Linked DNA regions of Rattus norvegicus: all the other regions are linked to region 2. The links are chromatin contacts, called in public Hi-C maps. All regions are on one chromosome and are shown on one strand. Each heading gives the region's core, a stretch centred on a gene start, on an enhancer-like site or on the middle of the called end of the contact. The rest is flanking DNA. Distances are from core to core; before and after follow the strand shown.

The links. A called contact is a pair of places that touch in the nucleus more often than the background predicts.
Region 1: a Hi-C map of liver shows a contact between it and region 2, with 4 times the contacts expected there. The contact joins two enhancer-like sites. A contact is called at or near these places in 7 of 12 Hi-C or Micro-C datasets (the A7r5 cell line, Schwann cells, frontal cortex and 3 more).
Region 3: a Hi-C map of liver shows a contact between it and region 2, with 2.4 times the contacts expected there. The contact joins two enhancer-like sites. A contact is called at or near these places in 8 of 12 Hi-C or Micro-C datasets (the A7r5 cell line, Schwann cells, hepatocytes and 4 more) and 1 of 1 datasets of contacts at active chromatin or transcription factors (oligodendrocytes).

What each region holds. Positions count from the first base shown.
Region 1 is chr10:17,188,534-17,193,272 of GRCr8, forward strand. No RefSeq gene overlaps it. Among named protein-coding and RNA genes, the nearest start is that of Dusp1, 6.0 kb to the left of the region's middle. Within about 2 kb of position 1,673, at least 65 of the 93 cell types and tissues checked have an H3K27ac peak or open chromatin away from gene starts, as enhancers often do. A contact at or near this core is called in liver, where this site is marked.
Region 2 is chr10:17,050,632-17,055,383 of GRCr8, forward strand. Ergic1 (endoplasmic reticulum-golgi intermediate compartment 1) reads right to left here. Exons shown (of 10, transcript NM_001398572.1): 8 at 2,895-2,995; 9 at 127-249. Among named protein-coding and RNA genes, the nearest start is that of Rpl26l1, 24 kb to the left of the region's middle. Within about 2 kb of position 2,885, at least 3 of the 93 cell types and tissues checked have an H3K27ac peak or open chromatin away from gene starts, as enhancers often do. A contact at or near this core is called in liver, where this site is marked.
Region 3 is chr10:17,208,391-17,212,857 of GRCr8, forward strand. No RefSeq gene overlaps it. Among named protein-coding and RNA genes, the nearest start is that of Dusp1, 26 kb to the left of the region's middle. Within about 2 kb of position 1,756, at least 14 of the 93 cell types and tissues checked have an H3K27ac peak or open chromatin away from gene starts, as enhancers often do. A contact at or near this core is called in liver, where this site is marked.

The DNA.
Region 1 (4,739 bases), core at 423-2,922, 140 kb after region 2:
GGTCCCCAGTCTCTGGTTGCCTGCTCTTGGGTGCCATGCCCTTGGGTGCCTGCTCTCAGGTTACAGGCCCCTGAGTGCCTGCTCTTCTGTGGACTAAGTGCCGTGTGAAGTGGAAAAGGAAGCGACCTCGACTGGTGCCATGGTCCTCACCCAGCCCCATTGTTCAAGTCTTGACACAGAATCTGCCCTTGACCTCCCCCACTCCCCTGCCACGTGACATCCAGGTCTGAAGATCCTTGTGTTCTAAGACAGAAGAACTTGTCCAGGGCTGGCAAGCTCATATCCTTGGCTGGGTTTGGGGTGAGTGGATGAATGCTTTTCAAAACAAACAGCGTTTTTTGTTGTTGTTGTTGTTGTTGTTTTTTTATCAAGCCTAGATATTTGCCTTTGCGAGTTGTCCCCTTCGTGGAAAGGTACCACGGGGTCACTATTCCGTGGCAGATGCGGGGACTGCCTTTCCCGTGGGCCTGGGCCTCTGCTTTTTTGACTTGGCAGTCACTGGTTAAACCCAAATTAATCTCAAGTGTGAGCTAGTCAACGGAAAAGTACAGAGGCAGCCTCGGGGAGCCGCCAGTGAAAACAGTTGTGTCTCTTCACAGCCCAGACCAGGAGCAGTCCCTCTCATGGGTCACCTTTGCTTAGACGCTCCAGAAAACATCATGCTTGAGACGGAAGTCAGCATCTCAGGATTAAAAGAGACTGTTAAGACGTTTGTTTCCCAGAGACAATTGGCAGAGACACAACAACGTTTAAGACTCTTGTGACAGTCACAGCTGTCACAAGTTAAGGGGCTGCCACTGAGTTCTGGGGTCCGTTGAGGGTTTTGCCTGTGTTCACGATCTCTAACATCATGTCTGTTTTCCTGAGGAAGAGACAGGGCAGCTGAATCAGTGTCCCAGTTATTAGGTGGTCTTGCAGAGACTGGAGTCGCAGTGAAGCTTGATCCAAGATAGCTCGAGGGAGCAGCTAAACCCATGTTTTCTAGCCAGCTGTGTTCCCCACTATGCCAGACCTTTTGGGTAGGAATGCTCTACCCCTCAAGGCCTCAGTTTCCTCCTCTGTGTAACAAAGGCAATAAAAGCTGCTTCAGTGATTGGCATATTGACTGAGCTGTGGTGCAACAATTGGATCCCCTCATCCCCAGTGAGGTCTAGTTTTCCCACCCTGTGAAATGACCGGTTTGCCCTGGATCTGAAGAGCCGGTTTCATCCTGGCTCTTTAATTCCAGGCTGTGGAAAAGGCATAGATGACGGTCCTGTGCTCTCCTGTAGTTTCCAGGCATCCATCGGATGAGACTTCAGCCCCCACCGCCTCCTCAACATCCTCTCCTTACTTTCCGGGGACTTTGCAACTCTTTGCAGCTCTCCTGTTTTGCACTAGCAGTCTCTGGCATCCATTCCCCCCCCCCCCCCCCCCGCCTCCCATCTCAGCTTATCCAGAATGACATCATGGTGCCTACACCTTTAAGATTATATAAATCTGTGATCCCGCAATGGCCTCCATCCCCATGGTAACACTGAGGAGTTTCCCTTTTGTGAGGAAAGCTGTCATGTCACTTCCTGATGCTGACAAGTCAGTTTGGGAGATTAAAACGAAGTGGGGGGCGGGGTGCCTCTGAGAAGTTCTGGCTGCTTGGTTTCTGTTGCTGTATACAGAGGCAAACACTGTCAGCCGGCTGGCCCCGCCTGCCGCCTGCCGTGTTGGAGCTGGCTTTCCCACACCCCCTAGCGGGGTGGATCCCAGTCACCTGGGGCTGTTTGTCTCCAAAGGCTGCATTCTGGGTAGCTGGTAGGAGGGCTGCCCACCTCTGGGGACTTTTTTTTTTCCTGGTGCTGTGCTGGGCAAGTTTGTTCAAGAACAGTCTGGTTGAGTGCAGCCTGGGCTCCCTCCTGTGTGTCAGCTCAGCGCTGGGTTTGTTCTCCGAAGAACAAAGGGTCCTCAAGGTATTGGCCTTGAGTGTTGTATTGCATAGAAGTTCTGTTCAGGAAAGTACCTTAAAACCCCCATCTTCTAATGAGTTTCTAAAACTAAGAGCCAGTCCCACTCCTTCCTCGCCTCCTTCATTGATCAACCAGGCAATAAGTATCCATGACTCCATGCCCTCTGTTTGGGGAAAGACAAAGCACTCGCTGGTAAGGGGCCCGCAAACCGGAATGTGTGTAAATAAGACTGTGGGATATGGATGGAACCATGAAGGTGGGTTAGTAATAGAGAATATTCCAGGCTAGTCAGCCTGGTTAGTCAGGCACGGGTTACTCAGAGGGGTCACCAGCCACATCGAGACCTGAATGGTGAGCTGGGAAAAGGGTTTCAGCCCAGAGGGCAGCAAAACCTGAGGCTTGAATGGTCCCTTAGTGGACAGGGCATAGTACACTTGAGTCAGTCAGACCCGTGTTTGAGTCCCAGATTTTGACAGTGGCTTGTCAAACTCTTGAAGTCTCAGTTTCTCCATCTTTTTTTTTTTTTGGTTCTTTTTTTTCGGAGCTGGGGACCGAACCCAGGGCCTTGCGCTTCCTAGGTAAGCGCTCTACCACTGAGCTAAATCCCCAGCCCCCAGTTTCCCCATCTTTAATGTGGTCCAATTGCCTCTTACTCTAAAGGTGGTTTTGATTCATGGCTTAACTTAATGAAAAAGCACATTATCGAGCTTGTGAGTCAGCTGGTCCCCATTCTGTCACAGCATTGATGCCCCTCCCTGAGCAGAGTGCCCTGGCAGAGGGAAGCAGGGGTGAGCTGTCCTGCTGCTGTCGTGACGCCAGCCTGCATTCACATAATGCCTGTCACTCAGCTTTGCCAGAAGAAGTGGCCTTGCTCTGAGATCACCCCGCCCTGCCCCACTGACCTAGGCCCGCTCAGAGACAGTTTCCTCATCCGTAAGAAGCACCTGAAGTGTCACCCAGCTTCCTTTCCTGTTCGACTCCTAGGTCTAACTCCCCTCCATCCTCAAGGCCAGGAACCTTGAAGTCCTGGGCTTCCTTCAGGCTGGTCTCAGAAAGTACAACTTAGAAGGCAGGTGTTTCTAAAGATGGCCCAGCGAGGGGACCTTTGAAAAGTGAATTGGTGTGATGGCTATGTTTTGATCCTCCTGAGAATGGGCTTCCCTAAAGAGTCTATGGAAGGAAGGTACCACCTGCCCCCAACTCCCAGGCCTGTCCTTGCTGTGCTCTGGACCACACCGTAAAGATGGGATTATAAATCACCACGACAACAGGCATCAGTCATTCATTCATCCCTTCAGTAAGTACGTACTAGTACTGATGGTTCTCCTTAAGCTTTCAAAGGATTAAGAAATGAGAAGGAATTCTGGAATTGATCTACCAGCTGGTATCTGACTGACCATGGAACACGTCTTTCCTCAAGGTCTCAGTCCTGGTATCTCTATAGGAGAGTCGCCAGGGATTCGCTTCGGGTGGGTGCTAAGCAGACGTGGACTTGTGGAGAGTGTCACACATTAGCCCCTTTGACCGGTCCTGTTGTTAATGGCCGGTGAGAAAAAGATAGAGTATAGGAAGGCACACTGACAGTCTCCAACTTTAACCTCTGTTCTAGGTGTTTGTCTAGATGTAGACGAAAGTACCAGTAGCTCCCTAGAAATAGTCACGCGCCTAAGAGGTGCCCAAACCCAGCAATTCCAAATGCACACCTGGGATTTGCCCCTAAGCCAGGCTCTGTCTGCAGGGCATCCTGCCTGGGACGACAGAGGCTCATGACATACTTAATTCAACAGCAAACTGAGACGGGGCTATCTTCAAAACATAAAAATCCCAAATAAACCAATCCTATCACTTCTAAAATGGCCTGTGTGGCGTGGCGTGGCATGGCTACCCTTGACCTTGCCTGAGTTGCGGAAGTAACCTGAGCTGTTTCCTGGGTTGTTCAGCCCAACTGTAAACACCCAGCTGGAAGTGAAGCTGGTCTCTGCCCCAGTTCCTGTCCCTGCAAACGTTTTTCTTCACCTTCCTTACTTTTTTTTTTAAACTTTTGGTTACTTTTGTCCTATGTTGGGCACCAGAATGTTGTGATAAATATTATTTGGGGGTTTCTATTCCACTTTGGATCATTTAATTCTCAAAGGCACAAAACCTTTATAATTATAATAATCCTTAAAGCATGAGAGCTGGGCAGATATGAACCCTCTAAGATATTTTCTCTACTTCCCATCAGTAACCCTGAGATATCGCTCACCATGTTCCGCCTGGGCTGTTCCTATTCCCACAGGTCAGCCCTCGTGGTCATGAGGACACGATCCATCTACCCATGTCCACTTCCTCCTTCCTCCTCCTCTCTCTTTCCCTCCCTAGTGGTCTCTGCCTGGGACCCCCAAGCCTTGGAATCAAAGCCCCGCCTACCTCTCTTCTGCCCAACAACAGACTGTAGGCATCTTTATGAATCAATCACAGTTTGGAGGACGAGGTTTATACTACAAAAGCTGGTATGTGTGAGGATCTGCGTGTCTTGGAACAGCCAGGTCTTGGTTTATCTTGGGATATTTAGCATTTGAATATCTAACAGCACTAGCCCACTACACAAGGATATTTCATTGAGCAAAAAATTCTGGATTTTGCTTTCTTCCTTTAATTACACTGAAGATATAGCCCACTACCTTTAGGCTGTGGTTGTCACAGTTGGGAAGTATGCTAATAACCCTACTTTCCTTCTTTCTTCTCTTAGATCTAGGGATTTACCTTTGTAAGAAATCTTACTCTAATGTGTCTCTGTAGGTTTCTATGCACATCGCT
Region 2 (4,752 bases), core at 1,635-4,134:
GACTGATTGATTATCAGCGTCCTTGAGCCTGTGGAGATTTCCCTCGGGCATCAGACAAGCTAAGTGGCACCTCCCACAGCACATCAGCTAGCAGGTGCATGGCTGGTTCTGGCTCTGGGTACTTACTGTGGTGATGAACCTGTACAGCGGTTGCCTTCTCTCTGTGTACTTGACTGTGATGGGGCTGAGGTCATAGCGGAACCAGATGGCGGGGATAATTCGGCCCGTGTGGCTGTAGGCAACGTACTCCTGCAGGAGAGAGGAGGACGGTGATGGGGGTGTTACAAGCGGAACCGGCCTCAGGTGGGTGAACATGGACTGCAGAGGGTGTCCAGGCAGCCTCCTCTCAGGAGGCCCTGGACAGGCAGCACAGTGGGGGTACGCTGGGTCCCTGCAGCTATGGGAAACAGACCACGTAACTTAGACGTGGAGCTAAAACGGAGCACAAGTCTGAGGGTGACATGGAAGAGGGAAATGGGCTTTGTACTTGGTCTGAGCCTTTCCTCCTTGAAGTCCCAGCCACGGGAAATCTACTCATTCATTCTGTTGGCCACCGCTGATGTTCTGAGATTCCTGGGGGGACGAAGCTCCTTCCCTAGGGGAGTCACAGGCTGGCGGATGAAGACATCACATCACTAGCTTCCAACAGTGTTCATGTAGGGAGGTGGGGCTTGGGTGCTCAGTGGGCCATACATGAGCCAGTTCTGTCAGAGGGATCTCAAGGCTCACCGAGAAAGGGCCATTCTAAGCCACACCTGCCTGGCATGTGAGCAAGTGTGTGTGAGCTTGCCCACGAAGCAGGGCCAGCACAGAGAACTGGAAAGGTGGTGCTCTACCTGCCATGGCTCCTAAGAATGCACACGGCAATGGCTAAATGACCACCATGGAGCTAAAGTGATGGTTATCTTTGGGCCAGTTTTATCCTCTCCTGGAGGGCTTGGCTTTTGCCATCTCCACCCCAGGGATCTGAGCTGATGACCCTCAGGACCTTTGGAGTACTTCAGGGTCCTGAGAAGCTTTGAGCTCACCTCCCTTGTTTACAACAAGTAGAAATGGATGCAAGGGTCCCCAGGCCCAACCCTCTGTCCCCGGCACTGGTCTTGAGCAGCCGGACCGACCCCATGCATACCACTGGGTCCTAGCCTACTGGACACCAACTGCCATCCATAGGACAGGCTGGGACCAAAGCCACAGAGAATGCTGAGTGAGCCGGTTCAGCCACTGGCCCCCTGCCAAGCCTCGATGGAAGAAGCCTGCAGCAGACACATCTAGCAGCAGTAGGCACCAGCCTTCTTAGTGGGCCAAGCGCTTTCTGAAAACATTGCTTCATTTGACAGCAATCTTGTGAAGTAACTACCATGGACATATTACAAACAAGGACATATGACTGAGCTGGGATGGGGCTGTGTGGTCCAGGGCCCCCCTACTTCCTGCTTATGTGTGGCAGCACTGGGGGTGCGGGGTTATAATGAATACAGTGGTTTAAATATGCTGCCCAAAAAGCCACATGCATTTGCTGCAGTGCTGGGGCTGAGCCCGAGCCCAGAGCCCTGCATGTAAGGCAGGTGTACCACGGCTATTCTCCATCTAAATTTACACAGTTCCTTTTTGTACATCAAGGGACTGAACCCGTAAGTACTCATTGGTGGTAACTGGAGGTGGTAATGGGAGGTGAGTTAGACGAGGCCATGAGGGTAAGTGGCAACAGTAGCATTGACTCTCCTGTAAGAAGAGAAAGGTGGTCCTAAGCTTGTAGGACCTGCCCTGCCCTCCACTGGATAGCACAGTGAGGCTTACCACAGGCTGGGGTCAATCTCTTTGACTTCCTCTTTCCCCACCCATGAGATAAGTCAACTTCTATTCCTTATTTACCTACTCTTAGGATTTTATTATGTTTCGGGAAAGTAGGACAGACACCGTCCAAAATAGTAAATGTAAGCAGTAAGACTTCCCGGAGAGAGTTATGGATCAAAGGGAATCAGAGCACAGGGACCCATCATCAAGAGGCTCCCCAAGTGGGCAGGCCTGGGCAACGTCTATTCAGACTGAGTGGGTGAGCGATCGGGGGGCTCTGGAACCCCAGAGGAACCTGGTTCCAATCCCTAGACTGCAACTGTACAGCTCTGCGAGTGCCTGTCCCTCGGTGACCAATGCGTAAAATGGGCAGGACAGCTGCTCCCATACCAGGGCAGCCATGGTGACTGACAGTGGTGATGGAGGCAGGGAGCTGGACGTGTCTAGCTCCTAAGTACTCGATACAACAATGCCCACCTCAACTATGATGATAGCAAACTGAGCTAAACACCCATCAAATACTGAGGGGGTCTGGGTGGCCCTGCGACAGCAGAAGCAGGAGTCTCGTGGTAAACAGGGGAACATACTCCAAGCATTTGTGTTCCACTGGCACAAGCCATGGTTTCGGGAGAGGCCCAAGTCACCGACTGCTGTGCCTTCTCATTTCACTGGCTTGGATGTCCCTTGGCTTCCCGTAAGACCTGTGTGTCTCTTGAAGTGTTGGGGTCCTGGAACATCCTCAGTCAATCCCGATTGGATTCCCTGCCTGATTCGAAGTATCTACCGTGTGCTGATCAATAGGAGCCTGAAGAAACTGGGACCAGAAGATAACAGAGCTGGGATGTTTAGGGACGGTCCTCTGCCTATTTCAAACGGACCTTATCTCCTTGTTAGAGTTTCTTACCTGGACCTCGAGGCCACTACCACGGCAAGAACTGGTATTTCATCGTTACCTAGAGTAGAGAATGAGCCTGGTAGGACGGCCTACTCCCTGCCCCACTCCTGTGAAATTCCTTTCAGCAGAAGTGTGGGGCATCGCCTATGCCCTCGGCCAGCAGAGGGCGCAATTGCAATGCTCAGCCCGTTCAGGGCCCACTCACCTTGTTGGCCACGGTGTACTGGTAGGAGTAGCGCTGCTTGCCACTCTTGTCCTCATACACCGTGGGCACGATCTTCAAGATGTAATCGTGGGAGGCCAGGGCTGCAGGGAGCACAAGGAAAGATGAAACGGGGGGGGGAGTGTCACCACCTAGCAGGTGGTTCTGCCTGTAACCCCAAGTTCAAGTCCTCTTGGCACTGCAGGGTCCTCTCCCCTCTTTCTCTTTGGAATGCCACTTGCCAGAATCGTTAGATCTGCATTTCATAATATATAAGACTCTGAGCCACACACTTACAGATGGGGCAGCCATTAATGAGGGGTGCCGAGAAGGCATTTTCTCTGAGATCCAAGTCAAGGATCAGCCTGCTCCCGTAAATTAGGGGCCAGGGAGAGCATCCTCTTTAATATGTGGACACAAAGAATTATCTAGAAAGATCTCCAGGAAGTGAAGCAGCTTCTGTTTCTTCCTTACCTAGACTAGAGAGACTGGTAAAATGATATCTCCCCCACCCCACCCACACACCACCACCTCTGCCCCATGAAATTTTCCAGGAAGACAGGAGGGATTCGAGAAAGGCCCCATCATTTCATTGTGGGTGTTGTCTGCAAGCTTTTTACTTTTAAAATAATCTTGGCTCTGGGCTTTAGGAAGAAAAATGAAAAGAATGCCCCAGAAAGAACTAGGTAAGAACTGATCGATCCCTGAGGGCTGGGGTCCTAGCTCAGTGGCCAGGCACCTGCCTGGCATAAACATGGCCTTGGCCTCAGTCCCAGTGCTGTAAAAGCAAACAACAAAATCTGGTCCATGTCTTTCCTCTTTCTCAATAAACTGCTGATCCTTCAGCCCTGTAATATTTTAACACAACCCTTTTACCCAGTGCTACCCCCACCTATCTCCACCCAGCCTGGATGGCGGGAAGATGCTGAGTCTTACCCCCTGTCCCCAGATCCAGCATGGAGCCTGGGACAGGGCAGACGGTGGCATCCTGCTGAATGAAGGAACTGGAAAAAGGGTGAATGGATCAATCAGCTACTGATAAGCATGAGCCAATTGGAACAAGAGTGGCCTCAGCCTCCCACACAAGGACTGAGGTCCCTCTTATTCCTTCTAGAACCTTGGACTAGGAACCACGGAGCTAAAAGAACATGGGGATTTAGTCTTGTGGGTTCTAATCCCGGTCTCTGCAGATCAGATTTAGATTTAGATTCCTGTGTCAGAGTGGTGAGCATGGAGAGAATATTCCAGCCCTGACTAGTTCTGACCCTGCTGTCTCCTCAGGAAAGGGCGGCACTCCTGGAATGGAGGAAAACTGGGGAGAGCCCTGTAGCCTTTAAGCTAAGCCCAGGGGGACCTAACACCTCCTGTTCACGCCCACAATGGCTCTCAGAGTTCTGAGCTCTACAGTCACATGGGATTAAAGGCTGATCCTGGTTCTCTTCCCTGGAGATGGGCTCACATCTATACCAAAGCTAGGAGACCAAAGATCACCTCGAAGTACGTGTCTCAAATTCCCACTATCCGAGGATAAAACCTGAGGAAAGGAAGGTCTTAGCAAAAATCACAACTCTAAAATTTGTTGTTATTTATAAAAAACATTGGTAGTCACAAATGAACAATGACAAAAAGAGAGGGAGAGCCATCCTCATGTCTACTGTGTACCGAGAACCAGTTCACATCTCTACCTCAGTAGAAACATGCCAGACGGATGACCTCACAGAATCACAGGGGGTCTGCCTCAGGACCAGGTATTGTGAACACCTTTCCAAGTTAGAGCAGAAAGGAGGCCTGAAGGGGTTGCTGGCTTCATTCACTCACACCCCTGTGTCTAGAACTTGGTACCGTGCTTAATCAATATGCA
Region 3 (4,467 bases), core at 506-3,005, 160 kb after region 2:
TTGAACTCAGGACCTCAGGAAGAGCAGTCAGTGCTCTTAACCGCTGAGCCATCTCTTCAGCCCCCTCCACCAACATTTTACATCAGTTACGTTTTATACTACTGTGAACATCAGCAGCAGCAGCAGCAGCAGCAGCAGCAGCAGCAGCAGCAGCAGCAGCAGCAACGATGACAACAATAACAACGACGACGACGACAACAATGATAAAAAGCAAAAGAACTGTTAATTAAATCCTGGCCTTTGGCTGGGATAATTTCTTTCCGTTCACACTTTTATAAGAGAGATGGAGGTGGGGGAGGGAGGAGGAGAGGGAGAGGGAGAGAAATATTGATTTACTTATTTGATTTTTACATTATTGAGTGTTTCCTCTGCATGTGTGTATGTGCACCACATGTATGCCTGGTGCCAACACAGATCAGAAGAGTGTGCCGGGTCTACCAGATGGCTGTGAGGTGCCGTGTGTGTGTGTGTGTGTGTGTGTGTGTGTGTGTGTGTGTGTGTGTGTGTGTGTGTGTGTGTGTGTGACCTGCAGAGCCCTCTCTCCAGCCCCTGGGCTTGTTTCCTTAAGCTTTGAATGAATCACAATGGTAAAAATCGTCGGAAATGTTTAGCACTTGATTTAAATGCAAGTGTCAAGTGCCAACAGCCACAGTATCCACTGTCCTTTTGCTAGGAGAGAGGGACTTTCCTGCCAGCCAGTGCCCTCCTGCAGTAAGAGGATGGATGCCTCTCCTGCTCCCCTCGACTTGTCTCTTCTCTATCCAGCAGCCAGAGCTTTGAGAAAGAGAAGCTAGAGCAGACCCTGCTGCCCACCTGTGACTCCCTAAGGCTTCTGTACACAGAAGCTCAAGAAGACCCGGCCGTTCCTGAAGATGCTCCCCCGAGGCTGAATCCCAGCCTGCTCTGCTCTGGTGGTCTTCCTTGCCTCTAGCTGGCCACCATCACTGGTTCTCTTCCAGGCCCATTCCAGACACCACCCTCTCCCTAGACCTTAGCTAGGCTGGAAGTTCTGAGTTCAGATGCTTTGGGGATGGGGGCAGGAGAATCATCCTAGGACTGTACAGAGATCAAGTCGACCCATGCAGCACAGTGTCTCCATAGAGCCTGAGCAACCCTCCTCTATTCTTTAAACCAGCTCTGCAAGACACACCACCCCTAACTCACTGCACATGTGTGGCAGATACCACACTGTATCGATGACGGAATGATGGTAAGAAAGACACATGTTTTCAGTATAGACGTAATTATTTTCGGAGGCAGCCTCTCTCACTCTTGTAGTCCAGGCTAGCCTCAAACTTGTCATCTTCCTGCCTCTACCTCCCCAGTGCTAGTATCGCAGGTATGGGCTACCTGCTTGACTCAGACACAGTTTAAAAAATCTACAGTTGACTGGGCCTGTGTGTGTAGCCACAGTGGTGCAGCCAGTGGGCAGTAACAGTGACTTTGATGTTTATTTGTCTGGGGTTCCTACATTTTTTGAGTCGTTTTGTTTTGTTTTCTACCTTCCCAAGAACTCTTTTGGGCACTTCTTCGTCATTGGATGTCTGGCAATGAGGAGGCTGAGGATGCTTGCTGGTGTGTGTAAGTGTAGCCCAGGTATAGCAAGCCCATCGTCCCTGAGCAGCTGAAGGCCTCAGCTCCCCCTGCTCCTGGGTTGGCACTGAAACCTGAACACAACTGGCTGGGTTAGTCACCCTCTGTGCCTGGCAACGCTGGCAGCGAAGGCGTCTGTGCCCAAACACACCACAACAGGCCCACGTCACTAGGTTCCTGAGGCAGCCCAGGCATTTGGAGCTGGCTTTCCTGAGCAGAGAGGGGCTGGGGGAGGGGCCATGGCTGGCATGGACAAGGGGGCAAAGGGCAACGGACAGGGTCACCCAGACTGGAGACAGGCATCAGCCAGCAATATGGGGCTTCTAGGGTCCAGCATGAGTCTTGAGAAAAGCTGCCTCGCAGAATAGGCTCAAGACTGTTGAAAAACAGAAATGCCATTGGCAAACCAGAGCCACCACTGGATTGTGAAACCAGCCTCTCTGTGGGCGCCTCCTTGGAAAGGGGGAATTCTCTAATTTCTTTCTTTTGGGTTTTATAACAGCTTCATTGAAAAAATTCACATGCCACATCATTCGCCCATGTAGAACGCAAGGTTCAGTGGGTTTCCATGTATTCACAGCTGTACTGGCCGGTCTATTGGCGATCGCTACGCTCCTCCTACACAGCCCCTGCCCACATCCCTCTCCTGGCCTTAGGCAGTGGGAATCTACCCTCCCTCTCTGGGGCTTGCCTATCCAGGACATTTCATAGAAATAAGCTTTCATAATATGGGGTCTTCAGGGGTGGGTTTCCTCAAATCTCTCTCTTGTCCAAGGTTCATACATGCTGTAGTATGTGTGGATGCTTTATTAACAATCATTATTTGTGATAGAATGGTAATATCCTATTACATGGCTGTGCACACACTGTTCCTCTCTGACTGATGCTGCCTCCGGGCTCTTTCCACTTGAGCTCCGATGAATCATGTCACCATGACCGTTCATGTTCAAGTCTTCATGTGGTTTCGTGTTCTCATTTCCCTTGGCTGCGCACCTAGGAGCCCAGTCAACTTTTAAGTTTCTTTTAAAGGGAAAAATAAGCTCCCCAAGTCAAACTATGCACCGTGCAGAGTGGATTAAAATGCCAGCATGGTTATTGCTAGGACACGTGACCTTGGTGAAAGCAACAGCTGGGCCTGGAACATGCTAGAAGCTCAGTGAACAGAGGCCCAGACTTTCATTCTCATGTCCTCAGGGAAAGGTCCAGGGGTAGGAATGTCCTGACAGCAAATCTCTCTCCCTCACTCCTTCATTCATCCAATAGGTGCCTCAGGCTGCCGAGGGTACTTAGGTGCTGTCTGGGTGTCCTAGACACAGATGGAGAAGCCCACTCACCCCACACATCAGGAGCTCAGTCTAGAGGGGAAGACAAACATGAAACCCTTACATTGTGACCCAGAAGGAAGCAATGACATCCTTTCCCCTTACCCTGGGCATTTCCTTCTTGAAATACCTCACATGTGATGTCTCGTCCCCAGGACAAAGGGGACAGAGGGAAATGACTGTTCAGGGGACCTTGGACCTTCAAGGCCTATTCTTGGGGTTTCCTACTCTTCTCTTTTATATATTGAGGACTTAACTCACTTCTGGAGTAAAAAGCCCCGTGTCCTCTGCCCTTTATCATTGATCTATTTCCCATAGTCCCACAGTCCTCCTGAGCTCTGTCCAAGTAGAGCCGGGAGCCTAGATTGCAGAAATGAGCAAAGTTGTTCTATCTACTTTGACCTGGCAGGTAGACCGCAGTGCCACTGGCAACGCAGGGCAGGGTATGGTGGGCACCAGAGACATCCTTAGGGTCCTGCATGGAGTGTGCCCCTCAGCTACTCCCAGCATGCTCTCTGGTCACAGTTGCAGTGACATCTTTTCTTTTTCTTTTTTCTATTTTTTTTATTTTTCGGAGCTGGGGACCGAACCCAGGGCCTTGCGTTTGCTAGGCAAGCGCTCTACCACTGAGCTAAATCCCCAACCCTTGACATCTTTATTTTTAAAGGCGGTGTTTACATTTATATATGTCCTCTACCAGATTCCAACTCCTCACACAGGGACACAGAGTGCTTCCCAGTCTCTCAGGACAGTCCACCGAGAGAATCCGAGGAGCCTTGCCTTTGGATGGATCAGGGACAATCGGGAGCCTTTCTATGTCACTCCGTCTTACTCACGATTTCTTATTTGAATACAGGTGCCGCACACACATGTGGGTGATTCTTAGTCACAAGTCATGTTCTGTTCCACCTAGCTTACGTGTGCAGATTCATATAATTACTTTTGCTTTCCAATGTTCAAGCTAAGGTATTTTAAGGTCAGGCGTTGGGACATGCACCTTTAATTCTAGCACACAGGAGGCCGAGGAAGGCAAGACTTTTGAGTTCAAGACCACCCTCGTGTACGTAGTGAGTTCCTGGCCCTGCCAGGTTTACCTAGTGAGAACCTGTCTCAAGAAAACAACTAACTCCAAATAAATAAACCCTGGTCCTCCTTCCTTGTGATTTGATAGTAGCTCTTGTCCAATGGGGAAAATGTATAAAATGAAATCTAAATGCAGCTAGCTTGAGGCAGGAGCTGCTGTACACTGCAGTCTCTCCACTCATTCATCCCTGATGTCTGTCACATCATACTTTTCTCTAGGAGATGCCGTTGTCTGTGGATGTATAATGCTGTGGGAAGGGGTTGGGACTCAACAGGAGGAAGGGGTTCTAGAACATACCTTCTTCCTGGAAGAAACCTCCATTACCCTACTGTCGGGGGGGCCCCCTGAGCAGTGGTAAAGCCAGTGTTGGTGAGGCTTCTAGAGGATGGGCTGAGTCCAGTACCTGGCTGCTTTCCGGCCTGGGTATGAACAGAGGAGCAGATGTGTGAGCTCTGGTAGGAGGAAGGT